Linked DNA regions of Ovis aries: regions 2 and 3 are each linked to region 1. A link is a contact called in public Hi-C data. All regions are on one chromosome and are shown on one strand. Each heading gives the region's core, a stretch centred on a gene start, on an enhancer-like site or on the middle of the called end of the contact. The rest is flanking DNA. Distances are from core to core; before and after follow the strand shown.

What was found. Hi-C and Micro-C count contacts between places; a contact is called where the count stands out from the background.
Region 2: a Hi-C map of liver shows a contact between it and region 1, with 5 times the contacts expected there. The contact joins two enhancer-like sites. A contact is called at or near these places in 6 of 16 Hi-C or Micro-C datasets (hypothalamus, liver, muscle and 2 more).
Region 3: a Hi-C map of hypothalamus shows a contact between it and region 1, with 4 times the contacts expected there. The contact joins the promoter of FBXO32 here to the enhancer-like site in region 1. A contact is called at or near these places in 3 of 16 Hi-C or Micro-C datasets (hypothalamus, mesenteric adipose tissue and skin fibroblasts).

What each region holds. Positions count from the first base shown.
Region 1 is chr9:29,210,476-29,214,586 of ARS-UI_Ramb_v3.0, reverse strand. ANXA13 (annexin A13) reads right to left here. Exons shown (of 11, transcript XM_060393680.1): 6 at 3,856-3,889; 7 at 3,671-3,750; 8 at 2,002-2,070; 9 at 1,489-1,590. LOC132657212 (a long non-coding RNA gene) reads left to right here. Exons shown (of 2, transcript XR_009595047.1): 2 at 1-4,111. Among named protein-coding and RNA genes, the nearest start is that of KLHL38, 43 kb to the left of the region's middle. Within about 2 kb of position 2,041, at least 16 of the 54 cell types and tissues checked have an H3K27ac peak or open chromatin away from gene starts, as enhancers often do. A contact at or near this core is called in hypothalamus and liver, where this site is marked.
Region 2 is chr9:29,402,833-29,406,943 of ARS-UI_Ramb_v3.0, reverse strand. No RefSeq gene overlaps it. Among named protein-coding and RNA genes, the nearest start is that of FBXO32, 49 kb to the right of the region's middle. Within about 2 kb of position 1,878, at least 21 of the 54 cell types and tissues checked have an H3K27ac peak or open chromatin away from gene starts, as enhancers often do. A contact at or near this core is called in liver, where this site is marked.
Region 3 is chr9:29,353,355-29,357,465 of ARS-UI_Ramb_v3.0, reverse strand. FBXO32 (F-box protein 32) reads right to left here and starts at 1,952. Exons shown (of 8, transcript XM_060393684.1): 1 at 1,627-1,952. The coding sequence starts at 1,742.

The sequences.
Region 1 (4,111 bases), core at 792-3,291:
GGCCAGGGGAGTTCAGGGTGAGCTGCCTTTGATCAGGACTCTGGGCACGATTTGAAAGCAGAGGGCCCTAAAGGCTTATATACAGCAATGATAAAATTCCAAAGCTTTCTTGTCTTTTCATCTGCTGGCAACACGTCGGAAACGCTATTCTGAGTGAGGAGCGGCCAGCTCTAGCCGAGGTAGGAGCTCAGGCTGGGGAATCTTGGAGCTCTCATCCACTTTCTGCTACTGACTTGCTGTGTGGTCCTGATAAGTAACAGATGGCTCCTTACTCATAACACACTTCCCTTGTCCAGCAGTTGTGGGTAACAATGGCTGTTCAGCCTACATTCGAGTTACAGTATTGTTGTGAAATTGAAACGAGACACAGGGTACAGATGTGCTTTGAATAGTTAAAAGCACTCCACAAATAAAAAATACTAGACAAAAGAATATTTGATAGTCCACAAAAGCCTTCCTGAAATCAAAGACTGATTTTCAGGGAAGGACTAACTACTAAGTGTCTTGAAATAGCTAACTCACCTTGTTGGCTTAAAATGATCATCAGTTTGAAAAATAATTGTATAAAAGCAATTTATACACATCTTTTCAGGAATGTATCTCTGAGGTATTATTGCATCTGTCTCAGGCACTGTTTAGCCAATTGTCAGTTGGAATGAAAATAAGGGCAAACATTTGTATGCTTACTATAAGCCAGATACTGTCCTGAGCCTTTTATATTCATCTTATTTAACTCTTAAAATAATCCCTTGAGGTTGGGAAGATGATGTTCAGGGTCTTTTTTTTACAAATGAGGATGGAGACATCTGGTCACTTGTTACAGTAAAACCAGGATTTGAACCTGGGCCCTCTGACTCCAGGGCTTTGCTCCTAAACTTGACCTGCTGTCCTAGCCTCTGCTGCAAAGTGGGGTTTCCCAGCCTCAGCACTGCACTGGGGCCGAATGGTTGCCTGTTGTGGGGAGCTGTCCTGTTCATCGTGAGATGTTTAACAGCATCCCTGGTCTTGACCCTCTAGATGCCAATAGCACTGCTCCCCCCAACACATCTGGTTGCGACATATTTCCAGGCATGATCAAATAATCCCTTGTGTGCGTGTGTGTGTGTGTGTTCAGTCATGTCCAACTCTCTGTGACCCTATGGACTGTAGTCCACCAGGCTCCTCAGTCCATGAGATTCTCCAGGCAAGAATATTGGAGTGGGTTGCTGTGCCCTCCTCCAGGGAATCTTCCCAACCCCGGGATCAAACCCGAGTCTCTTGCATCTCCTGCACTGGCAGGAGGATTCTTTACCACCGTGCCATCTGGGAAGCCCCAGATATCCCTAAGGGTGTGCAAGATCATCCGTGATTGAGAACTGCTATTGTAAAAGACACCCGCCGCCCCTGCTCCCACCGCTCAGTTCCATATCCCAGATCTCAGCTTCTTTTGGAGATAACTTGAGACTCTGTTCCTGTGTGAACTCCTTGCCTTAGTGCTGGGTCACTTACAGTTTGGTAGGCTTCAAAGGTGGCTCGTAACTGCTTGTGGCTTCTCTTGGCCAGGAGTTCATTGAAGGCAAGCTCGTCCGTGCCCCAGCGGCCTTCCCCTGCCTAGAGAACCAAGTGCAAACATTTTGAAAATGACTTTTGCAAAAAGACCAAATATACACAGCTGTGACCAGGCCTCACTTACAGGAAACAATAAAACATGAGCCTAAGAGAAGCCAAATGGATTGACCTAGCGCTTTCAATTTCTAACCCACAAGTATACCTCACCTATCTATTTATATTATTTATATGTCCCTTTATTTCAGAATGGATCTGAGGTGGTTAACACGAGAGTAAAATAATAGAATAAGCAATTCTTTTAGGTTCATGAAGACAGTATAGATGAAAAACACTTTCAAGATCATACTTATTTCCCAAGTAATTCCGATTCACATAAAAGAAAGACATAATTGTTGAAAATCATGTTAAATAACAGAGAACCATTTGCAGAGACTGGCACACCCGCATACTTACATCATACAGCTCTTTGGCATCCTGCCCAGCTAGATCTTTGTCCACATTATCTCCTTCATCACGATTAGCCTAGAAAAATCAACACGTTGTTATTAACTTGAGTTCCTGCTTGAGCAAAGAAAACAAAAAAGGGAAAGTCCTCGAAAAAGCGGTGATTTCAGAGCAGTGGCCTGAAAATTAGACTCAGCCTGGCAAAGGGGCAGCACTGCTCTTTGCTGCCATCTTTTGGGCACAACTGATAAACAGAGTAGCTTCTGTGACAACACATTTTTCCTTTTTTTTTTTTTTTGTAGAATCCAAGGTCACTCACAAACCCCTCTGACCTCTAAGAAACCTCATGATGTCCCCTAGAATGAGTCTGTTGGGAAGGTATCTCTTTCCTTCCAAAATATCAAGTTGCACCTCTCAGGGTCCCTGTCCTGAAGAACCCTGGATGTTGGTCATGGAAGGTCTTGGAGGTCTCACTTAAGCCCTTTAGTGGCAGGTGGAATTCTAAGGTGACCCTGATGGCCCACACTAATCTCCTCCCTTTGAGTGTGGACAAGACCTGTAAACATGGTGAGGTGTCACCCCTGTGATCGTGTTATGTTTATGTGGCAACAGGGATGTTTGCAGATGTAATTAAGGTCCCTAATCAGTTACCCTGGGTAGGTCTGACCCAATCAGGTGAGCTCTGAGAGGTCAGAGATGGAAGAAGTCAGAGAGATGAGCTCACCCTGGTCTGGAAGAAACCATATAGCCATGCTCTGAACTCTCTCTGGGGCCACATGACAGGGGACTGTGGGTAGCCTCTAGGAACTGAGGGTCTTTTTAGTTAGCAAGAAAACAGGAGCATCAGTCATACAGCCCCAGAGAGCTGAAATCTGCCAACAGCCAGGAAGCTTAGGAGAGGACCCCAGGCCTCACAGGAGATGGAAGCCCTGGATTCCAGCCTATAGAGACCCTGAGCCAGGGACTCAACTAACCTGTAACAGGAGCCCCGGCCCGTGGAAACTGCTGGGTCATAGATGTGTGTTGTTCTAAATCTGCAGCAATTTGCTACGTAGCAGGAGACCATTCATATAGTCTTCCTGCTATAGCTCAAGCTTATTCTATGTGTTCTCTGCTATCAGTCTATCCACATGGAAAGTAATCAGAGGAAACACACAAAGCTCAGAAAGACGGGTGTGTCAATGAGAGGGCAGATGCCATCTGGCTGGAGGCCCAGGGGCTGCGTCCTCGCAGGGCCAGTTCTGAAAACCCTGCTTTCCTGGCCAAGAGGTTCCTACAGGCCTAGACTTAGGGTGAATCCTGGAAGTTAGTTGTATCATGAGAAGGACCCTATTTGGGGTCAGATGAGTTGGCTCTTGCTCCTGGCCTGTATGTTACTGTGTATACCCCTAGAGGTTCCTCACTGGCAAAGTGAGATGGCAATGCTTAATGAGATGACTCACTAACAGAAAGGGATTGTAGACTGCAAATGACAAGGCAGATTGTTACAGGGGGAAGAATCTCCACTGAATAATTTCAGAAGAGCTAGATGGACAGAAGACAGGTTGGTGGTTCCTCAGTAGCAATTTAATAAGAGAAGGAAATGTTTATTATCTACACTGACTTTTACAGCATGGTAGCACGTTGCCAAGGGCTGTTTCTCAGGATCATGAAGCAGGTGAGGCCTCTTCACTCTTACCTGTAGCAGGGAGACCAGAATTCTTTTTAGGCTTCCACTTATATCCCCTTTGACATCTGATTCAAGGCTCTTGTCAAACACTTTAGCGGAAGAAGAAAGGAGGAGAGGAAGCAGATTTAGTTTCCCAGAGGTAGTTTGCAAGAAGCATTCTTTAGTATCTAAAGTCAGAACAAAAGGTCACTTACACCTTTGGTAGGCCTCTTTAATGGCAATGATTTCCTAGGAAAGATAATAAAAAAAAAAAAATCAATACTTCAAGGCGGGGTTTATTGATAAGATAGGCAGATACCAGCCAAGGTAAGAGGCAGAACCTGTTTCCGGACACAGGATGCCTTCATGACTTCCTCCAAAGAGGGCAGTCCCTGCAGCTCAAGGTCCAAACCTAGAGCAAGTCAGCCAAATCCCTGGCTGTGTGGAGATAAGGGGTTTCCCTGGTGCTTC
Region 2 (4,111 bases), core at 629-3,128, 190 kb before region 1:
GTTGAACTCTTCTTTTTTACTGTTCTTGATTAAAGAACATGTTGGAGGAGTGGGTTTTGTGGCTGGGAACTTTATAGGAGCCTCTCCATTTTAACAAAATGCTATCCAGATGAGATGATGTCATTTACAACTTCACAGTCATGCTCAGTTTGGGGGCAGCCAAATTCCGTCTATTTAATAAAAAAAGGATGTTTTGAATGGGGGTGCTAGGGGGTTTGGCCTGTTGATTTCTTTTCATGGTGCTTTCTTGGGCTTTCAGACAAGTTTGGACTCCACAGGCAGATGGAGCTCTTATCCATGTTTTCTCTCCCCAGCGACAGGCCTGCAAGCCCGTCATTTCCCAGTACTGGCATCTCTCCTCTTGGAGCTGGGATGGTTACATAAACACTGAGAGCAACATAGCTCGTCCAGGCTACACTTCGAGGACCTGAATTCCCCTTTGGAGGGAATGGCACTCAAGTAGAAGCAGGCTGAGGGGCAGGACACCGCTTCCCCAAGCAGAGCCAGAGGTGGGATTGATGGCAGGGGCACCAGGAGGGACCCCAGCCACATCACTCAGTGAATTCATGTCTTCACATCCAGGACTCCACCATGATTTCTGCCTTTTCAAATTTAAAATTGGATTGAAAAATGTGTGCGAGTGTTTTCAAAAAGTCCAGAGCCAGACTTCTTTTTTTGTTGCAAGTTATTTTAGGACTTATATTTTATCGGTTGCTGTTTTGGAAAAAAGGGCTTTCGCCTCTGCGTTCCCGGAAGTGCCCAGCGAAGTGAGCGTGCGCTCTGGATTTAGACAGCCCAGGTCTGAATGCCAGTTTCAATGTGTGTCTCTGGCCAAGCTGCTCATCCTCCAGTACTTCAGTTCTGTCTATAAACGGGGGCTAATAAGTAGTGCCTATTCCATAGAATTGTTGAGATAATCAACCATTTCACATGCTTAGAACAGTGCCTTGCTAATTCAATATACAAGTAGCAAAAATAACCACAGCTAGAAATATTGAATACTAGGAAAAGTGTTCAGCTTACTCTGTGCCAGGTACTTTTCTACATAAAACAGCTCTCTTTATCCAACCAGCTGTCCTATAAGTAGATGCTGTTATTATTCCTGTTTTATAGATGAGGAAACTGAAACATAGAAAAGTCTATTTGGTATAAATATTCTTGTGTCTCTGCCGAACCTCATATAAACCTGGTTGTAGAGTATTAAAATTTTCGGTTTATATGCCTGGCTCTCCACCATAAATATGTAGGCTCCTCAAATATGATAACTCTAGCTGTCTTTATTTTTTCCCCCTGGGTGAGGTTCTCATTAGTTGTCCACTTAATACATAGTAAGTGTGTATATGTCAATCCCAATCTCCCAGTTTATCACAGATCTAGTACCAGACACACAGTAATAATGTTAAATAAGTTGGAAGGAGCTTAGTGGGAAGTGTCAGTTTAGGGCATCAGAATGAAAATACATATTGTTTCAGAATTGGCTCCCAACCATTGTTATCTGGGTCTTTCCAAAGCTCCATGGGAACAGCTTCCTTGATGACCTTCAGGCCAAATTATCCAGTTTTTCATTTCCTGCTGGTTATTAGCAGTTTCACTCCAGAACTGGGCTTCACCCTGGTTTATTCTATAACGTCTCTCTCCGATTCCCGCCGTAGCTCTCCTCCCCTCCCGGCCGGTGTACCTGTGACTGCAGTCTCTGCTGGTTTCCTTGTGGCTGTCTCTCCTCCCAGAGCTTAGGTGTGGGCGGTAGGAGGGTGACATCAGGGTGACATTTGCCTTACTTGGCAGTCCAGGGTGAGGTTTCCGTCCTCTCTACACAGGCTCTTACTATCTCTCCAGCTGCTTGGTAGTCCGTTCTCTCTCAGGGGGGCGGGTGCTCAAGGCTGGGTCTTCCATGGTGTGTGAGGGCCGGTCCTTTGCAGGCCCTTTGGGAATCTCTCCCTCCCCAACACACTCCCCAGCTCGGAGAGCTGCCTCCAGTTGCAACCTCTTTCCCTGACCCTACTTCAGTTCCTGCCTCTTCCATGGCTACTAGGGTCACTGACCTGGGGGACACCCTTTTTAAAATGTGTGCTTTTTTTTTTTATTGTGGTAGAAGTCACATAATATAAAACATGCTATTTTGACCATGTTTAACTGTACAGTTCAGTGGCACTCAGGACATTCACACTGTGTGATTCTCACCATCATACATCTCTGGAGTTTTTCACCGTCCTAAACTGAAACTCTGTCCCCATTAAACTCTAAGTCCCCGTTCCTCCTTCTCACCCTCCACCCTTCAGCCCCTGGCATCTACCAATGTGTTTTCTGACTGTGAATCTTTTTTTTTTTTTGGCGAAGAGGATGGGATCTGACTCTATGAATTTGACTATTCTTTGTCATTGTTGTTCCATTGCTAACATGTGTCCTACTCTTTGCGACCCCATGGACTGCAGAATGCCAGGCCTCCCCGTCCTTCATTATTCTAGGTACCTCCTATAAATGGAATCAAACACTGTTTGTTTGTACCTACTATATACTGGAATGCATTTTTAAGGTTAACTTAATATATAGGGGGATTCTCTTTTAATGAGGTGCAGAGAAGATGGCTCAAGCCCAGTTACCTTCTCAGTGTCCACTCCATCCTGGGGAAATGTGCACGCCCTTGTGTGCCTCTGGGCACGTTGCAGGGTGCCTCGCTACCCCTCCCTCTCCCAAGCCAGTGTCCTCTCCAAGTCTGTCTTCCCCCACCCCAGTTAACAGTTGCAAGTAGGGAATGAAATGCCGGTCTTCTAGATCATTGGAATTCCTGGACTTTATGAATGATTCTCCTGGAGTTCCAGTGGGGGAGTGGGGGAGGATATAGGCTCTTCCTATGAACACTGTTCTCCCCTCTCTTCCCTCTTCCTGTTACACTGACTCAGAGGGTGGAGGGGATTCAGTTGACTCTGACCTCTCCATAAGCCCTTTGGGGTGGTGGCTGGCTCCAGCTGTTGAATTTACAGGGTCAGAATACTCAGTGCCATTTGTCCTTTGCACTGGCTTTTAGCTCAAGTCCTGGGACTTCATTGCAGCTTCATTGTTCACAATAGCCAAGACAGGGAAGCAAACTAAGTGTCCATTAGCAGATGAATGGATAAAGAATATGTGATATATAAATATATGCATATATATGTTATATTATATATAATATATAAGCTGAAGCTCCAATACTTTGGCCACCTGATGCAAAGAGCTGACTCATTGGAAAATACCCTGATGGCAGGAAAGATTGAAGGCAAGAAGAGAAGGGGATGACAGAGGATGAGTTGGTTGGATGGCTTCATTGATTCAATGGACACAAGTTTGAGAAAGCTCCGGGAGATGGTGAAGGACAGGGAAGCCTGGTGTGTTGTAGTCCATGGGGTCACAAAGTTGGACACAACACAGTGACTGAAAAACAAAATAATATGGATAAATATATATATTATATAAAAATATATTTTAATATCCCATATTAAAAATATGTAATAGAATATTATTCAGCCATGAAAAGAAACAGAAAATCTTGCCATTGGTGACAACACAGATGGACCTTGAGCACATTAACATTATGCTAAGTAAAATAAATAGACAGAGAAAGACAAATGCTAGATAATCTCACTTATATGTGGAATCTAAAACAGCCAAACTCACAGAAACAGACAGGAGCTGGGAGCTGGAAGAAATGGAGAACTGTCGGGTAAATGATACAGACCCCCAGCTGTAAGATGAATAAGTTCTGGGGTGTAGCCTGGGTTAACAATGTATTAGATACTTGAAAATTGCTCAGAGAGTAAATCTTAACAGTTTTCACCACAGACATCTGAAGTGGTAATCACATCAGGTGATGAAGGTGTTCAGTTCGGCTCAGTCACTCAGTTATGTCCAACTCTTTGTGACCCCATGGACCAAAGCATGCCAGGCTTCCCTGTCCATCACCAGCTCCCGGAGCTTACTCAGACTCATGCCCATCGAGTGAGTGATGCCATCTAGCCATCTCATCCTCTGTCATCCCCTTCTCCTCCTGCCTTCAATCTTTCCCAGCTCCAGGGTCTTTGCTAATGAGTCAGTTCTTCACATCAGATGGCCAAAGTATTGGAGTTTCAGTTTCAGC
Region 3 (4,111 bases), core at 703-3,202, 140 kb before region 1:
CATGGCTGCACCTCCCTAGGAAGAATCCAAACTGCCACCTCAAAATGAAGTCCAAAACATTAGATCCTCACTTCTTAGGAATAAGGAGGAAGGAAGGAAGGAAGAAAGGAAAGAAAGAAGCTTCCATTCTACTATACTAAAAAAGAAGCTTTTAGTCCAGGGAGAAAAATTTAGGCCAAATAGGCAACTAGAGTCCCTAAAAGAGTCTAGAGACAGCAGTTAGTCTTTTTATTTTTCTGTAAATTTTCTGAGTTTCCATAAGTAAGATTTCTTTAGAGTGCTTCCCAAACTCCCTAGGGACAACCTCAAGTATCTTTAAAGTAAAGGTCAATGTGCTCTTGTCTTCCCTGGCAGACCCCCAAGATTAATTACTTTTATTTTTTTCCACTGGAAAACAAAAAGTGATGCTTCACAAATCACAAACAGGTGCAGGGCCCTGGAGGTCAGGACGCTGAAATAACCATATTTCCTTGATAGTTTTTGTAAAATTGAGTGCCAGGGGCTCAGCCACACAACCACTGGTAAATCTGAGTGGGAAGCTGGCCCTTGTACAGGATTCTCCACTGAAGTCAGTGTAAGGGCTGGGGGTGGGGAGCAGTGGTTTTCACCAAAGGCCACGGGTAAAGTCACCCAAGGGTGAGCAGGCTGCACTGATCCCCTCTGGGCCAAATGGCAGCGATGTGGATGCCAACTGTGGTGATGAGGGCTGACAGACTCCAGGCCGTCTAACTCCTTAGTTGCGGCTTCTGTGTTATTAAACGGGGTGGGGGTGGGGCTTCAGGCTCCTCGGAAACTCAGATTTTCCACCACACTGACAGCTCAGGTGGAACTTGACTCCAGAGGCTCACCCAAGCCAGGCGGACTTTCTGCAGGGGATGGGCATCACTTGAAATGGGGGCGCACTCACTATACAAAGAAAACGACCGAAAGGGCCACTGAGGAAACAGGTGCAAAGACTCTGTCCTCCCACAGGCCGAGGGCTTGGGTTTTCAGCCCGCCTCCCTCCCCTCCTCCGCAGCTCTGCCTCCTCGGGTCTTTACCGACGCTCCGCCAGCACGGATGCCCCAGGGGCCATCTGGTCGCCCCTTCCTGGTTACTCATCCTCCCTGCCCACTCTGTGGTCGTCTGTGCGTGGGAAGAGCCTGGAGGCGCGGCGGGCGGGACCCGTGTCCAATCCTGTCTCAGACTTGTGCTCAGAGCCCCGCCACCCCAGGGTCCACCCCAGGGTCCCCCCCAGGTGAAGGTCATGCGGCCCACTCGCCGGCGTTCACTCCCACCACCACCCCCCACGCAAATCGCACGACGCTGGTGTCCTTTAAGGCAGTGGACCCCTGAAGTTGAGTCTAAGTTTTAGCATTTGGGGATAAGATCAGTTTCTCAGAGGGACCAGGATTCTGTAAGAAGTGCCCACTTGGAGACGCTGACCTTGAATAATAAGAGAAACCAAACGCCCGTGCTCTGGCGACATCTCTGCAGAAACCCAGGATGATTCACTTCCATCCTTCTGGTCCGGGGCTCCCTCCTCACCCTGTTCCGGCCTGTCTGCGTCCCATTCACCCGCCCCCCACTCCGAGAGGCCAGCCCGGGTCTGTCCACCGCAGCTGAAGTTGGTGGCGACCCGCTCACCTGCCGAGGTCGCTCACGAAGCTGCCGCTCTTCTCGTCCAGGAAGCGTTTCCAGCCATCCGCCGTCTTCACCCAGCTCTGCCCGGGCGACCGCCAGTCCTGCCCGAGGAATGGCATGGCACCGCCGAGGGATGCGACGGATGGACGCGACGGACTGATGGACGGGGACCTGCCCGGCGGCCTCGGGGGCGCGCCTGCCCTGGGCGGCTGCTTGGGGTGCTTGGGGGCCGGTGAGGGAGCGGCTGCGGGATCGGGGTGCGGGACGAGGTGCGGGCGCTCGCGGAACGCACGGTGGAGGGTCGCGGGGCGCGCGAGGCTCGCTGCAGTGCCGCGCTGCGGTCCGGGCCGCCGTATTTATCATGGGCCGCCGGCCGCGGCTCTTTGTTGCCGGAAGAGCCTCCTGCTCTTAGCCCGGCCCCCCCAGCCCGGAGGCCACGTGGCTTTGTTTATAGGCTCGACTTGTTTTCCGAGGCGCCCGCGGCTCCAGCTCTTCTGGCCGTTGCACAACTGCTCGCCGATGGAAACTTGAGGCCGCGCTGCGGGGCGAGGCTCCCACTGTCCCCTCCGCCCCGGGCCCCTCTGCCTCCCTTCCCGCACGCAAACGGCGCAGCTGCTGCGGCTCGAGCGCGAGGCCGGGCGCTCGGGGAAACTGCGCCGAGTCCCCCTGCAGCTCCCGGCCTGGCGAGGTGCGGGGAGGACTAGGCCCGGGCGGCGTCTGGATCGCGGCGGAGCGGGGGTGGGGTGAAAGGAGGCTCCCCGCCTCCCTGCCCCGAGCTGTCACTGTCGAGCCCCGCGGTTCCGAGCGGCCTTGCGGGAGCCGACCCGGCACTGCGCAGCCCGGAGCCGGGTAGCGGGGCGCAGCCTCCTGGCCTCTCTCACTGCCTAGACCTCGATCTCCTCGGCGGAGGAAGGGATCCGCCGCGAGACGCGGATGGGGAGGAGGGACTCCTCCCTCTGCCCTCGAACTGTTGAAGAGTCTGCTGTCAGACCTGTCCCCCGGGTGGCAAAGGAAGGAGGAGGAGGCCGGGATGCGGCTGGTCCCCGGGCGGTGGGAGTGGAGAGCAGGGACCGTCCCCTAGCCCACTCCGCGCGCCCTAAGCGAGCGGCGCTGGCTGCTGCGGCGCCCGGGCCCGCACAGCGCAGTCGGGGAGCAGGTTAGGCATGTTCTAGCTCCGCTCACTGCCCGAGCCTCCGTCTAGGGCGCCGGGGCCTGGGCGTTTGTTCTGAAGAACCGCAAAGCCCCTTCCCCTTCCTTGGTGTTTGGTATCCTCTGGGCTATTAGGCCCTCCTTCGGGAAAAATCAGGCCAGGAGTTTTGTTTTTGTTTTGGTTAGAGTTTCCAGAAAGCCCCTCCGCCCGACTGATGGGTACTGAAGGAAGTTCGGTCAAAGCCCACAGGGAGGAGGCAATGCCCCCGGAGTCCTAGACCCTCACAGACCTCAGTTTATTCACCTAATCCTCCTAACAGCGAGCAGGGGGTCCAGTCTGGCAGCGATCCAGCCCCTGAGAAAGGTTAAGCCTGCGACTTAGCCAGGGTCACAAGGCTTGTTTCTTCACAACCCACTGTACAATCTGAAATCACCCTGTTTGCTCTTTGGTAATAAGCTACCACTCTTGCAGAATGTACCCTCGGGGGGAGCTCCAGCGTCTTGTTTGGGGAGCATCCCAGCTCCAGCACTTTGCCAGGCTTGGAGAAGGCCTTCCATAACATTTGTCGTATGAGTAGGTGAAGGCATATGGGAGGCTGCTGACCTCAGGCTATCATCTTGCTCTTCATGACTTCTAGCTATGGTGCTTTATGATCTGTTCCGATTGGTGACTGGATTGCAAAGAGTGGTCACAGCAGAGTAAAATGTCCATGCTCAAGAGTTAGCTTCCGCTTGATTCCTTGATTCCTCCACAATCCCTCCTATGCAGCCACCAACTCTGCCATCTATAAGGCTCAGAGTAGACAAATTGTGTCTTGGGAGGGGTACGTGTAGGAGGGGAAAGGAGATGTTTTTAATAAAGTCTGTTTTCAAGTAGCCAGAGTTTTCTGATTCAGGTTTTCCACCATAAATAATTTATTAGCATAGTAATAGTAAAAATAGCTTGTAAAAACACTGCGGAAGGTCCCAAACAAATGATAGTCACTATGATGGGGCTCATAGATGAGATAGTGTTGGGTCTGGCCTGTGTTGGAGAGAGCTGATACCTGCAAGGGAGCGTAATTAAGGGATGTGATTATTAAAGATGCGCGCTAGCTACACGTCAGCAAGCTATAGCTCTGTAGAAACTACAGAAGGCAGAAGATTTGAATTCTAATCCTGCTAGAGCAACATATTGTCTGTCTGACCTGGATGAATGACAGATTCTGGAGGCCCAGGTTTCTCAGCTGTCAGGAAAGAACAGAGTCTATAAATGTCTACCTTTCAGGATTGTTTAGAAAGTATTTTAAATGGGATTATTGTTACCAGTTCTTTTCCCTTTGGTTGTGTAATACCCTCA